2 separate regions of the Xenopus laevis genome follow, and region 2 is linked to region 1. The links are chromatin contacts, called in public Hi-C maps. All regions are on one chromosome and are shown on one strand. The core of a region is the stretch at or near the end of the contact, and the rest is flanking DNA. Distances in the headings are between cores, read along the strand shown. Region 1 has its middle 9.0 kb from the start of dapk1.L. Region 2 overlaps dapk1.L (death associated protein kinase 1 L homeolog).

What was found. Hi-C and Micro-C count contacts between places; a contact is called where the count stands out from the background.
Region 2: a contact with region 1 is called in a Hi-C map of the XTC cell line, with 5 times the contacts expected there. The contact joins two enhancer-like sites. A contact is called at or near these places in 3 of 4 Hi-C or Micro-C datasets (the XL177 cell line, the XTC cell line and animal cap).

What each region holds. Positions count from the first base shown.
Region 1 is chr1L:146,272,812-146,279,129 of Xenopus_laevis_v10.1, reverse strand. No RefSeq gene overlaps it. Among protein-coding and RNA genes, the nearest start is that of dapk1.L, 9.0 kb to the left of the region's middle. Within about 2 kb of position 4,104, at least 1 of the 7 cell types and tissues checked has an H3K27ac peak or open chromatin away from gene starts, as enhancers often do.
Region 2 is chr1L:146,361,797-146,368,114 of Xenopus_laevis_v10.1, reverse strand. It overlaps dapk1.L (death associated protein kinase 1 L homeolog), which reads right to left. Exons shown (of 26, transcript NM_001093258.1): 20 at 6,112-6,318; 21 at 4,756-4,938; 22 at 3,053-3,250; 23 at 443-581. Among protein-coding and RNA genes, the nearest start is that of ctsv.L, 24 kb to the left of the region's middle. Within about 2 kb of position 3,859, at least 1 of the 7 cell types and tissues checked has an H3K27ac peak or open chromatin away from gene starts, as enhancers often do.

The DNA.
Region 1 (6,318 bases), core at 2,855-5,354:
ATGCAAATAACCATTAAGATAGAAAAACAACCTGTGTGCACAGTTAAAATTGTGCCCCAAGCAAAATACATAAAGTTATTTCTCTGGTTTTCTTAGGGTTCGAATTTAGTTTGGCTAGGCACTTGCCAGTCTCCAATTTGGCTGAAGGAAGGCCTGTTGCTAGCCAGGCAAAGAGAAAAAGCGTCTGTTTGCTAACACTGTGAAACCTGCCCCAGTATGAACCCATACCATTTAGAGATTTCTTTAATCTAATTGCAGTAGATGGAGCAAAGATAATTGGTGTTTGTGGGTTGCTGCATTAGGCTAATTTGCTCAATCTTAAAAAATTAACCCAGTGGCTACATATGCAAGTTAAGACAGAATTACCTTCATAGAAACTAAGGAAATGTACACATTGAGCTTGTAATATTTTTCATAACAAACATGACAAGGTGGACTCCTCAGATGTAGGGGCCTATTTATCATGCTACTTGCAAAAAAATCACAACTTTGTGTTTTTGTATGCCATTTAAATTTTTTCCACTGCCTTGAATGGGTTACACCATAAAGGCTTGAATTGATGGGTGTTTTTACCTGCTCTCCCCTGTGGTCAGTTTTCCTGTGTTCCACGACAGGGTAGCGCAGGATGATAACTGTCACTTTGTTTATATTTCTATGTTTTGAAATCTCTTGCCTCACTTGCTTAACAGGAAACACTCACTTGTTACTTCACAAGTTTCTTTACCCAACATTAGATCCTCCAAACAAGGGAAGGGGCTGAATTTTCAGTAAGTGAGCCACTTGCACTTTGTACAATAAAACTCAGGCTTGCAGGTGGCCAAATGACCATAAGTAATATAAAACAGAGCAGGACTGTGTTACTTGGGTTGTTTGGGCACTTTAGGGCAATGACAGATGAGGAGATTAGTCGTCCGCGATAAATCTCCTCCACCATGGACGAGTAATCTCCTGCAAATGCTTTCCCGCCGGCATTAAGTAAATCACCAATGGGAAAACACTGATGCTTCGTTTTTAAGAAGTTGCCACGCGGGTAACATCTGTCATTACCCTAAAACCCAAAAATTAAGAAAAATGTTAAAGCACCTTAAACCGCATATAGACGCTGGAACAAGCACTTGTCAAACTATTTCAGCTATAAGCTACAGGATTTGTTTCATGTGTTTAACACCGTGTTTTTAAGTAGAAACATGGTACCATTTACTGGATAACTGATTTATGTAAAAAAAACATGCACAATTTTATTTAAAATTACATCTTTGTCACATATAATTTAAGCATGATACAACTCCAAAAGAATGAAATTGATTCATGATTTGATACAGCAGTTATTTCTATTGATCGCATAAAAACATTCTCTTTGAAGGCTACTGCCACATGCAACTGTTTCCTCACCTGTGTTTAAAGGAAGTGCAGAAATAGTCCAACTTCAATCTGTTTTTTCTGGATTGATTGACAGGCATAGCATTGGCCTGTATATATTCATTTTTGCACTGATATTCTCTGTGTTTCTGCACACAGGCCGAAGCTGTGTCAGAGCAGGAGGTTCGAATGGGAACAAATTGGCTGTTTCTCTGCTTGTGTTTATATGCAGATGGAGAAACAACCCCATATGCTTATTGAAAACATCTTTCCAGCCTATTATTTTCAGTGGACCTTTAGATAATCTTCATTCTCAGAATGATAGCAATCCAAAAAAGAGGAATGATAAAGGGAAATCATTCTCCCAGTGATATGAGTCTTAAGCTGGCAATAGACGCACAAATATAATGATACGAACAAAGTTGTTACTGGACGAATTTACAGAACTTTTCCCATTGTACAATATGGATCAAGGAACATGTTTGTAAATGCTGCAGTGCATATTTCATGTGCCACATGTAAAATACAAGCAACATGCTGTGGCTTACAAGTAATCTCATAAGCTATATTGTTGCACAATGTAATGAATTCACCTTTTTATCTACAAAAATACACACTAATGGGAGTTAGGTCACTCTAGAAGTAGGATGGAAACTTGAGCCTTGACAATCGTGATTAGATTTTATGACTCTTGAGATAGTATTAAGGGATAGGCCTTGGCTGACATTTTCACTGTGTAATACATTAAGTACAGTCAATCTCTTCCTGTTTCTAGTGAAGGTATGTAATACTTACTCAGTTGGGGCTCATTTATAAACACTGGGCAAATTTGCACCCAGGCAATAACCCACAGCAACCAATCAGTGATTAGCTTTTTTCAGCCAGCTGCAGGTTGAATACTGAAAGAAATCTTCTGATTGGTTGCCATGGGTTACTGCCTAGGTGCAAATTTGCCTAGTGTTTATAAATGAAACCCACTGGGGCTGTACCGGAAAGTCACTCAATTCCTATAGCCAATAAGTTTGGAACACAGAAAACCGATACATTTGTTAAAATAGCCAGTTGATTGTTTTGAAATTGTATACCAGATTTAATGTTTCAACGTTTCATTCATTTACACCCTCTTATGTTTCCCAAGAGCAGTTCAGTACGGGAGGAAGGAGGTGGTTGCTGACTCTCTAAACTGTAAAAATCTGATATGTTAATTGATACATTTCTGAACAGCAGCACCACCCCTACTAGCCTTTGTTTTTAAAATGCAAAACTGGGCTCCCTTTGACTCACTCTACTTTATTACAGTAACCCAGTGAGGCACCTGTTAAGGTGAGATGATAAAGCTAATTTTTGTTTTGCAGTCAACCCTCACATAGTTGTACATAACTGAAATCTTTGTTTTTCTGAACCAAGAAGCAACATACATTGTATCTGGTGTGTGGTATGTGAGAAATGAAATGGAACATTGTTTTCCTTTGCTGCAATAAGGTAGACACACAGTGCTTTGAATGCTTTGTGCATACTAATTTAGCAGAATTTTCTCTATTAAAAAAAGAAATAGTCTGTAAAATTCCTGCTCTTCTTCTGTGCCTTAAAATAACACATTTAACTGTACTTTCAGTATATGCTTATATGAGCACTAGTGTTTTTCATATATGTCATCAGTTCCAGCAGCTCTCCAATTTGATCATATGCTTCACAGGTAGCTCTTCCCATTATCAGTCTAGATAATTTACCAATCACCTTTGTACCCATAGTAAAACTAATGCTGTTACAGATCCAAACCTCCAAACCAAAGCCTTTTACTTAATGACACCATATTTCATTTATTTATATACAGTTTAAGTTAAAGATACTTGAGGGAACAAAAGTGGCAGGCCAAAACCCACAGAACATTGGTTGTAATGTAAAGCATCTCCTCACTGACACAATAAGCTAACTTCTAAATGCAAATTAATCAAGGACTATACTAAAAAAAAGTTGTTCTAGTGGTATATTAATTTTGACCACAAGGCAACCAAATAAATAACTCGAAGTAAGCCACATACCTAGATGTCTCAATTGCACTTATCATGGCCACATTTTTTTTATCTAAACAGAATGTGTCCCCATGACATTGTTCCCCCCATGGAGCACATTGTTTTAGTTTGGGTTGCCATCTGGCCTGGCTGGTAAAAATTGTGTTTGATGCCAATGTTATTAATACGGTACAAATTTTTTTTCCCCCACAAAAGGTGACAACTGTAGTGTCAGTACTTATTATAATTCACCGCTACCAGTTGTCCAATATGGTAGACTTTATTAAGTTCTCTACTATGATTCATAGTGCATTCCATTGACTTGTCCTTTAAATGGCCTTATTGTCTCTATTGGTGCTTATCTGCTTTGTTGTGTTTTCTATGTACATGTGTTTCTAAGCTTTTTCTTTATTTGACCTACTTACTTGTGGGCAAAACAATAGGTTTTTATTCTTATCTGGAAATAGAAACAGCTGCGATATTTTTAACTCTATGTAAAAAAGGTATTGTGTTCACTTTCCTTACGTAGGTGAAAACCAAGTAACATGGGCAAGATTCTCATGCTTTTCAACATTTTATTACAGTGTGCAAACTACCCAGAAAAGAAAAGGGTTTCCTCAGCATTGTTACACTGGAGCCTTGAGAAGAGGTCATGCGGCCTAGATAAACAGGGACAGTAGCATTGTAAAGCCAGGCACACAAAAAGTATTGTACGGTATTAGTTTGCCTGGTAACTGAAGACAATAGAGCCCTGGTGGTCTTGTGTGTCATTTGAAAACGTACAACCCGAAGGCTTGAATTACACTACAGCATACACGCATACACGTTTAATAATAAAGAGATTAGAGGCCCAAATGCAAATCTAGTATATTTGAAACAATTTCATAGGAAGGTACAGTGTATGTGTATAATAATAATAATATATTATAATATATTATATTATAATATAGATAGATAGATAGATAGATAGATAGATAGATAGATAGATAGATAGATAGATATACCATGGTTGTAGGATGGATGTAGGATTTATCTTGTGTTTTTCATTTTACATCAATCATGTTGTATTCTCATGTGTATCCCAGAACATTTTCTCTATGCAAATTTGCATGGATGAGAGGTAGCTTCAATGTAATGTAACACATATAATACTCTTGTGTTTATATACAATATACTTGGTGCAGCTGTTGGTGGTTGCATCTGACAGTAGCTTCTGGAGGCTACAAATTAGACAGCCCTCATATAGAGTGTTACTGATTTAATCCTGATTATATACACTTCCTATAGTTACAGTTCCTTTCCATGTAATAGATAAACCTGTCTGGTCCAGTGGAGTTTCTGTACGCTCTTTCCACAGGCCACTACAAAGAGTGTGGCCTATGGTGTGTGTGTGGCCCCCTGCCAACACAGCTCTGTTTAGAAAATATGGTTTTGCTGTTTGCTAGATTACCGTACCTTCAGTTCACAAAACTACAATGTGAACAATAATCATATGCAATAAAAAAGTACACACATATTTTACAAAATGCTACAATGCATTTTCAAAAGAATAATCAACTTACATACTTACAGAGCAGGGGATTTTTTCTATATTAGGGTTGTGTGGTCTGGAGCCATCCAAATGTGTTAAACTACAACTTTCAGAATTCTTCTGACACTGCTGCCCTTGACCCACTGCAAGTGGTCTATCCATTTCTGTTCAGTGTGTATTTCCATCTTTGCCTCTGTAGTATGCCAATGGAACAATGTAGTCTTTCTCACAAAGTGAGCTATGCACACACTTTATTTGCTGAGGGCCTAGGAGGGCTTGACCAATTTGCTATACCAAGCAGAACTGACCAACCGTCTCTGTTACCTGCTCCTTCCTGTGAGCAGAATGGCAATTCCCATGTTATGAGTATATCTGCTAATTAGAGCTGAGCCGCTGGTTTAAAACCAGAATATCAGCTCTTACAAGGTCTAGAGTTTAGATATATTTTGCTGGAGGAAGTTTATTGCCTCTTGGAATGTGCTACCTGTTATCAGTTACATCATTAACAGCAGCAATACTATAAATCTTGAGTAAGAATTGGCTGCCTTTATTTTCTTTACATTTTTACTATGATTAGTTAAAGGAGAAAAAGGTTCTTTTTTTTAACATTACTGTACATTCTCAGTACTTTTATCCTTGCTTTGAACAAATGACCTAGTCAAAATAAAAAGCACAGGGTCGGGCTAGAGGTTGTGTTGGAATGCAGGAAAGAAAACTACTATGCTAATAGGTATAAAAATGTCCAAAAGCAGGCCAGACAAGGCCCTAAAAATAGAGGGAGAGAAGATAAAGATCCACTAGCATTGGTCATAATCTATTCTTTCATATGCCCAAGGATCCACCGCACAATGTTACAATCAATGTACTATGATATAAGCACATGAGGTAGTATATAGAGCATTTTTTTTTAGGTTGTCCTGGGCAATTCAAATATATACACGTTGTTAAAAGGGATTTATGCTACTGGAATGAAATGTATAATATACAGCAATACTAAAATAAGAACTGTCTCATACCAAAGATTCAAGGGTGGATGTAGAAGAGGAAACCTACCGTGAAGGAGCAGTGCCACCTAATGTTGCAGCTCCCAAAGAACCAATTAAAAAGTAAGCAGAATAGGAAATTGTGATAAGTTTGGGTACTTGGTTTTTTTCTTTGACTTTTTTGAGGGTGGGGACTAGTCTTTTGTTCACAGTGCTGAATAAGAAGCACTTGTGGGGTTAATAATGAAACAAAATTCTTAAAATAATTGTTCTGTATAAAAATAAAAACTGAGTAAATACCGTAGATAGGGTGTGCAAACTAAAACATGTTTTCTGTACAGTTAGTTAGCTAAAAATGTAATGTATAAAGGCTGGAGTGACTGGATGTGTAAAATAACCTCCAGAATATTAGTTATTTGCAGCTCTCTTGGTT
Region 2 (6,318 bases), core at 2,610-5,109, 89 kb before region 1:
TGGGTAACGAGAACAATGAGAAGTGCATGTTGGGAGAAGAAACCTATGTGCTGAAAAACACATGAAAAATGCATGTTGATGGTCGAGTGTGGTTTCAGTGGCGTATTTGCGCCTGACTGAGCTTTTTTTTAAAAACGCCATGTCTGACCTTGCCCTTAATATTAATTAAGATATTTGTTATGGTGAAATAATCTTAGACAGACTGAGCAGCACTAGAACAATGTTGCAAATGTGCAATATATATATATATATATATATATATATATATATATATATATATATATATATATACATACATACATACACAGTATATATATATATATATATATATTATATAAAATATACTGCAGCAAGCTATATTGCGGGGGGGGGGGGGGGGGGGGTTGTTCTTTTGATAGTACCCAGAATGCAAAATGTAAACAAGTTACTGAAATATACCTACCTATTTCTTACTTCTTTTAGCAATGGTAGACTTTTGTCATAACCAAATTCTCCTCCCGCAGGGCGAGGAAGGTTAACAATATCAGCATGTGTGGCCACCAATACAACGTGGAGTAGATTCTTTAGCTTCCCACCATATGCTATTATACACAACAAAGAAGGATACAGTGAGAACTTCTCTAAAAGTGAATAAAATCTCTTTCAAAGGATAGCATTATTCTGTGGTTCTACATTGTGCCTGAACAAGTTAAAGTGTCATTTTTAAACCACTGCACAATGTGCCTTAGCAGTGCTACTGCTGAAACAAACAATCCCATCTGCCCTATTTATTCTATGAATACACAGAACTAAGCAAACATGGAAGGAGAGAGCAAACCTGAACAATGGACTTTGTAACAGGGACATGCACACAATGCACTGCACTGATATGAGGTCTTTAAGGCAAATATTCTGCTTTCTTCAGAATGACGGTCCCTAGTGGATCGAAAAGTGTACATGTCTGAATCTGCTGATTTGTACAATAGCTTTAAATGAACAGTTGCCGTGTGTGCTTTCATTCCCTATTGGATATATCAAGTTTTTTATCAGCACCCAGCTATCAGCACAGAGGAGAGGTGAGTGCCGGTTCCCAACATTGACTATATATATTATATATCAAAAAAAGACCATACTCACAGGACTTTACTTGGTGCAAAAATGTAGTTTTATTACAAAAAATAATAAAATTGATGGTATTTTTGGGTGCACCAGCACATCGAAAATAGTTGAGACCTGGGTGCTCATGCATAAAAAAGTAAATAGGAAGTCCATAGTGATGGCACTCACAGGATTTACACACAAAAGTCAATATAGATAAAAGAAAAAAGGTTTATTAATACCGGATTAATAAACCTTTCTTGCTTTTTATCCATATTGACTTTTGTGTGGACATCTAATATTGCTGAGAGGTGGTTGGTTGGCCACTTTGAGATATGACCGAGAAGGAAAGGTGTGAGATAGATTTGGGTACTATCATATTAACCATGACTTCCAGTTTATAATACTGCAATTGATGCAGGAGGCTTTTCTAATCAAAGGCCTCACTGTATTCTGGTCAGGTTAGGCCCTGCATGTACACTGGGAGCTGCAGAGGTATAGGCTAGCTACTCCATTACACCAGAAAACCAGGAACAGTATTGGTAACACGGGAATTTGCTTCTCCTTGTCAAAAATTGTAGAGATAAATGCATGCATTAAGCCATTGCTATGGGTAACTGGTGGGTTTCAGTCTAAAAATACCCAAATGTGTATTTTCAGGTTGAAAAATTGTCTACTTGAGCGCTTTGCTTCTCCTTGTCACAAAATTGTAGAGATAAATGCATGCATTAAGCCATTGCTATGGGTAACTGGTGGGTTTCAGTCTAAAAATACCCAAATGTGTATTTTCAGGTTGAAAAATTGTCTACTTGAGCGCTTTGCTTCTCCTTGTCACAAAATTGTAGAGATAAATGCATGCATTATGAATGCAGGATTAGCCATTGCTCAGGGTAACTGGTGGGTTTCAGCCTAAAAATACCCAAATGTGTATTTTCAGGTTGAAAAATTGTCTACTTGAGCGGTGACAAGCAGTTGCTATTAAACCTAAAGGCTTTTCTCCACAGAGGAACTGCTAGGTGTGACATTAGCATAGGCCTATTCAAAACCTGACTTCACTGGGGAAGTGATCTAATGTGCCAGAAAATCAGGCTTAGCAATGGAAAAAATATTCTTTATCCTTCAAGTGACCTACCATGGCAGTATATTAATTCTACTGTATCAAGGTTTCTTTGTGAAATGGCAAGTACAGGTATTGTATAGGAAATCTAAAACTGTACCAAAGGCACATCTTTGTGGCATGTGCAGCAGCAATTTCTATTGTGGAAAAGTAAATCATTTAGTATAACTTTAAGTGCATCAATTGTAGTCACAACTCTCTCAGAATACAAGTCTTTGTTTATAATTACTATTTGTTATTTAACAAACGAGAACTAGTTATCTTGTTCATCACCGTGTTTGTGAATCATATCCTCGTTTCATAATGAGATGGTACATTATGCATCCCTTAGACTTTAGTCCCCTTCCAACTTGTGCTCAGTATTACCATCCTGATTCTCCTCAACTCCAAGTGGTTTATCAGATGTAAATTGTATGTTAGGATTTGAAAACATGACTATGAATTCAATAACATCTCCTAGAAGTACCCTTTCCTTAAGACAGATCCTTTTACAGATCCATCCATCTTCAATCTATTACATTTTCTGCAGATCACCAGAAAGAGTTCATGAAAAGGTTTCACAGCACAGTCTGCACTTGATTGAGTGTTCCGTCAGAGAGAACGAGATAGGAATTATAAGAGGTGCTGCCTGTGCAAATAGCATTAGTGGCTCTCAAGAGCAGAGAGTCCTTCAGTTTAATAAGCAGAATTCACTGTATCCAGAGTTAATATGGCCATACTGCAGTCACTCAGCATCAGAGGTTTGATTAACAGTGGTCTGATTTGTTTCATATAAGCTAGTTTAAAAAAGAAATGACTTCTGCATTGTACATTTACATGAAAATCCTACAAATAAACAAGAAGTGAAAAAAAACCTACCTATTGGTTCCTCCACAGGAACAAGTGACTTTAGGAAGTTGAGCCAGAATATTACTTGATTAAGTTGAATTTCATAGGGCTCTTCAAGGCTAAAAACCACAATGTGAATTGATGTGGGATCATTGGCAGCAAAATAATCATAACTGCAATAATACGTAGGGTTTCCAGAAAATTCCCACACACTGAAATCTCCAACACCTAAAAGGAAAGAACATGCCAGATATCATATTTCTGTCTCTCTTTCTGTGTGCGTGTGTGTGTGGGGGGGTGTGCGATGTAAAAAAGACGGGGCAATATGGACAGGAGATTTTCTACTGTCAGCGTCAATTGTGCACCAACAACTGATGGGGTGTGCATGTTGCAAGCCTGTTGTCTGCATGTATGCCCCTTACTTGCATGTCATTCATAAGGTGCAAGTAGGAGCACCTTCAGACTGGCTTTTTAAAGGCAGCTGCAGCTTAGATAATGAAAGCAAGCATTTGGTTGGTTGCCATGTTACTGTACATGTGCACAACCTGCAGAGCCACTGTTCGCGACACTTCAACATCCTCAGCTGCCCAACATGCTGGAGGAAAGTCGCTCACCAGGCAGTAAAACGGAGGCAGACCGCACATGGAGGCTGGATCGCGGCTGTGAGTCCCTGCATTCTCTCTGGATGATGTTGAAGTGTCATGTGTGCGCTGGCTTTGCGAGGTTGTGGCGGTTGTGTGGTGTGGCAATGGCTGGCTCTGGTTCTGCTTTTTTCTCCTGATGCGTGAGGCTCTGTTCCTCCACGACTTTAGGTTCACCGGGACCTTCGTCTCTGCTGCCAGTGGCTTTGAGGGCTCTTGTCGGTGCTGGGGTAGAAATTGCTGCGGACTCTGGGCTCGGGCCAAGGTGCCGACTTCTTATTTTCCTCAGGTACCATGGGCTTGTCATCACCTTGTCAGCACTGGGGCAGCGCTCAGTGTTCCACAGTCCTGCCACTACAAGGTAAGCAGGGGGAAAAAATGGGATCGCTGCCACTTCCCACAAAATCCGGCTTGTACGCTGTGTAATAGAATGGGCGGCTGTCACAGTTGTAGCGCTTAGCTTCCGGTTTTGGCAGAAGTCGGGTTAGGGGGAAGATGCAGAGCTGCAGAATGAGTCGCCCCATCGCCGTTTTGCAGTACACAGGAAGTAGTGTTTTCGAACAGTATTTTTTTAATAAAGCATTGATTTTAATAAACTTTATGCAGGGTAGACCTATTATTAGTGGGGGGGAAATGGATTTTTAATACAAAATTTTTTAGTGTTACTGTTCCTTTGTTCCTTTGATTTGGTTTGATGTTTGGCCAATGAGGATTCAATATGGGGATCAGTCCAAAATTGATGGATTTGGTTCGTTCCTAGATACAAATACAAGTGAACACCTTTGAGATCTGCAACTGAATGCTATCATACATGAACTTCTTTGTTAAGCACTGCAATTTGGTTACCCCCATTTTTGCATGAATGCAAATGCTGATTAGGAACAAATAAAAATAACAGTTGAACTTCTGTATTTTCATCTATATTTGTAACATTTATATAGTACATTTGTACATTATCTATTATTTCTGTAGCTTGTGTTTTGCACAATACTTGTGAACATTATTAAACATTTTGTGAATAACATTTGTTTTTAAATTGCAAATATTCCAATGACTTGAGTAGAATATCAAACACAGAGAAGGCATTTATACCATTGAGATTGGCATTCTGGATGTCTATAGCCTTGGTTGACTGGTCATCTGTGCAACAGTGAGGCGACGGTGAAACAAATACTTCAAGAACCCCTTTGGTTAGTCCTGGCTCAAACATCATACTCCGGCTTCTTACACTCACATTCTCACAACCAGGGTAGAGATCCGAGATGCTCACTGAAACTGAAACACAAGAAAACAGCAAGTTAGAATCCATGGAATAGCCACGTTGTAAAATGTTTAACAGGCTTCTATAGTAATTTCAAAATATATAATAATTAGATATAATATCTGGAATCCAGTTACCTGAAGAGATTTGAAAATTGGCAACTCTAATTCTACAATGTATTGTTTACATAAACAGTTTATCACATGACAGATTACACTTTCTTTCCTAAGACAATGCCTTGAGCTCACCATTAAGATATTATAATGGCAAAACAAATGTATTTAACTGTACTTTATGTTTAAATGATCTTCAGTAGATATGAAGATAATCTATAGACTGTAGGCGGATCAGTCACATGCCTATGATTATTGCCCAGTTGGTTTTAACTGATGGAATGGCAGACCAGCAATAAAGCTCCCTCATTAGTAGCATAAACAGCACCAGCAAGTGGCACTCAAATATGCACAAAAACATGCTATGACACGTAAAGAACCAGAAATTACCATTAAATAAGTTATTTTTTAAAAATTTAATATATGTATCTGTTAATTAACTACTACAAAACAAACTCCAAAATCTGCTATTTGACCTGAACTAAACCAACTGTATTCTAAAAGTTTATGACTTTTTGCCCTGTTCAGTTTAAATGGATGCCTGTATGGCTACATAGCAGTTCATTTATATAAAATAAAGTAGTCTTTACTGTTCCTTTACCAAATTCAGAGTCATGAGAAATATACACAAAAGGGATAATTTACCAGGTTTTTTCACACATTGGTGTTGTGCCTGGGGTGTGGTCTGTGCAGACTGTGCTTTGCACCTTGCACAGCATTAAAAATATGGTGTAGAGTGCAGAGGGCAGCAAGCATTGTTTGGAGCAAAGCTAAGGTTGCCACCTGTCTGGTTTGGACCCAGGCAACCCTTATGCAACCTGCAGCAAATGACATGATGATCAACCAATCACCGACCGCTGCATCATAGTCTTGTCACCTGATGTCACAAGCCCACCTACTAAACATTAACAACCAACTCCCTGGCATCACTCACCCCAAACTTCCCTACTCCAAAAGATGGCAACCATACACAAAGCGGGCAATACCGTGCTCGCTAACACCGGCCTTGAACAGAATGCATATTGGCTATTGTTGTCACAGTACTATTGAAATGTGATGGCAAGAATAGACCACCTGTCTTGGCTGTTAGTGGAGAAGAAGGAAACCGGGAAGAGTTAGTGGATGAAAGACGAGGTCGGCGTCTTCTGAAGAAACTTCGGATCAGGCCACATTTGAGGGACTCTACAAGCGTGGTCTTTCCCGATCCCATGTGTCCAAATAACTTCAGCTTAATTCTTGGTTGGGGGTTTGGTGAAGGTCTGAGCTGCTGTATGAACACAC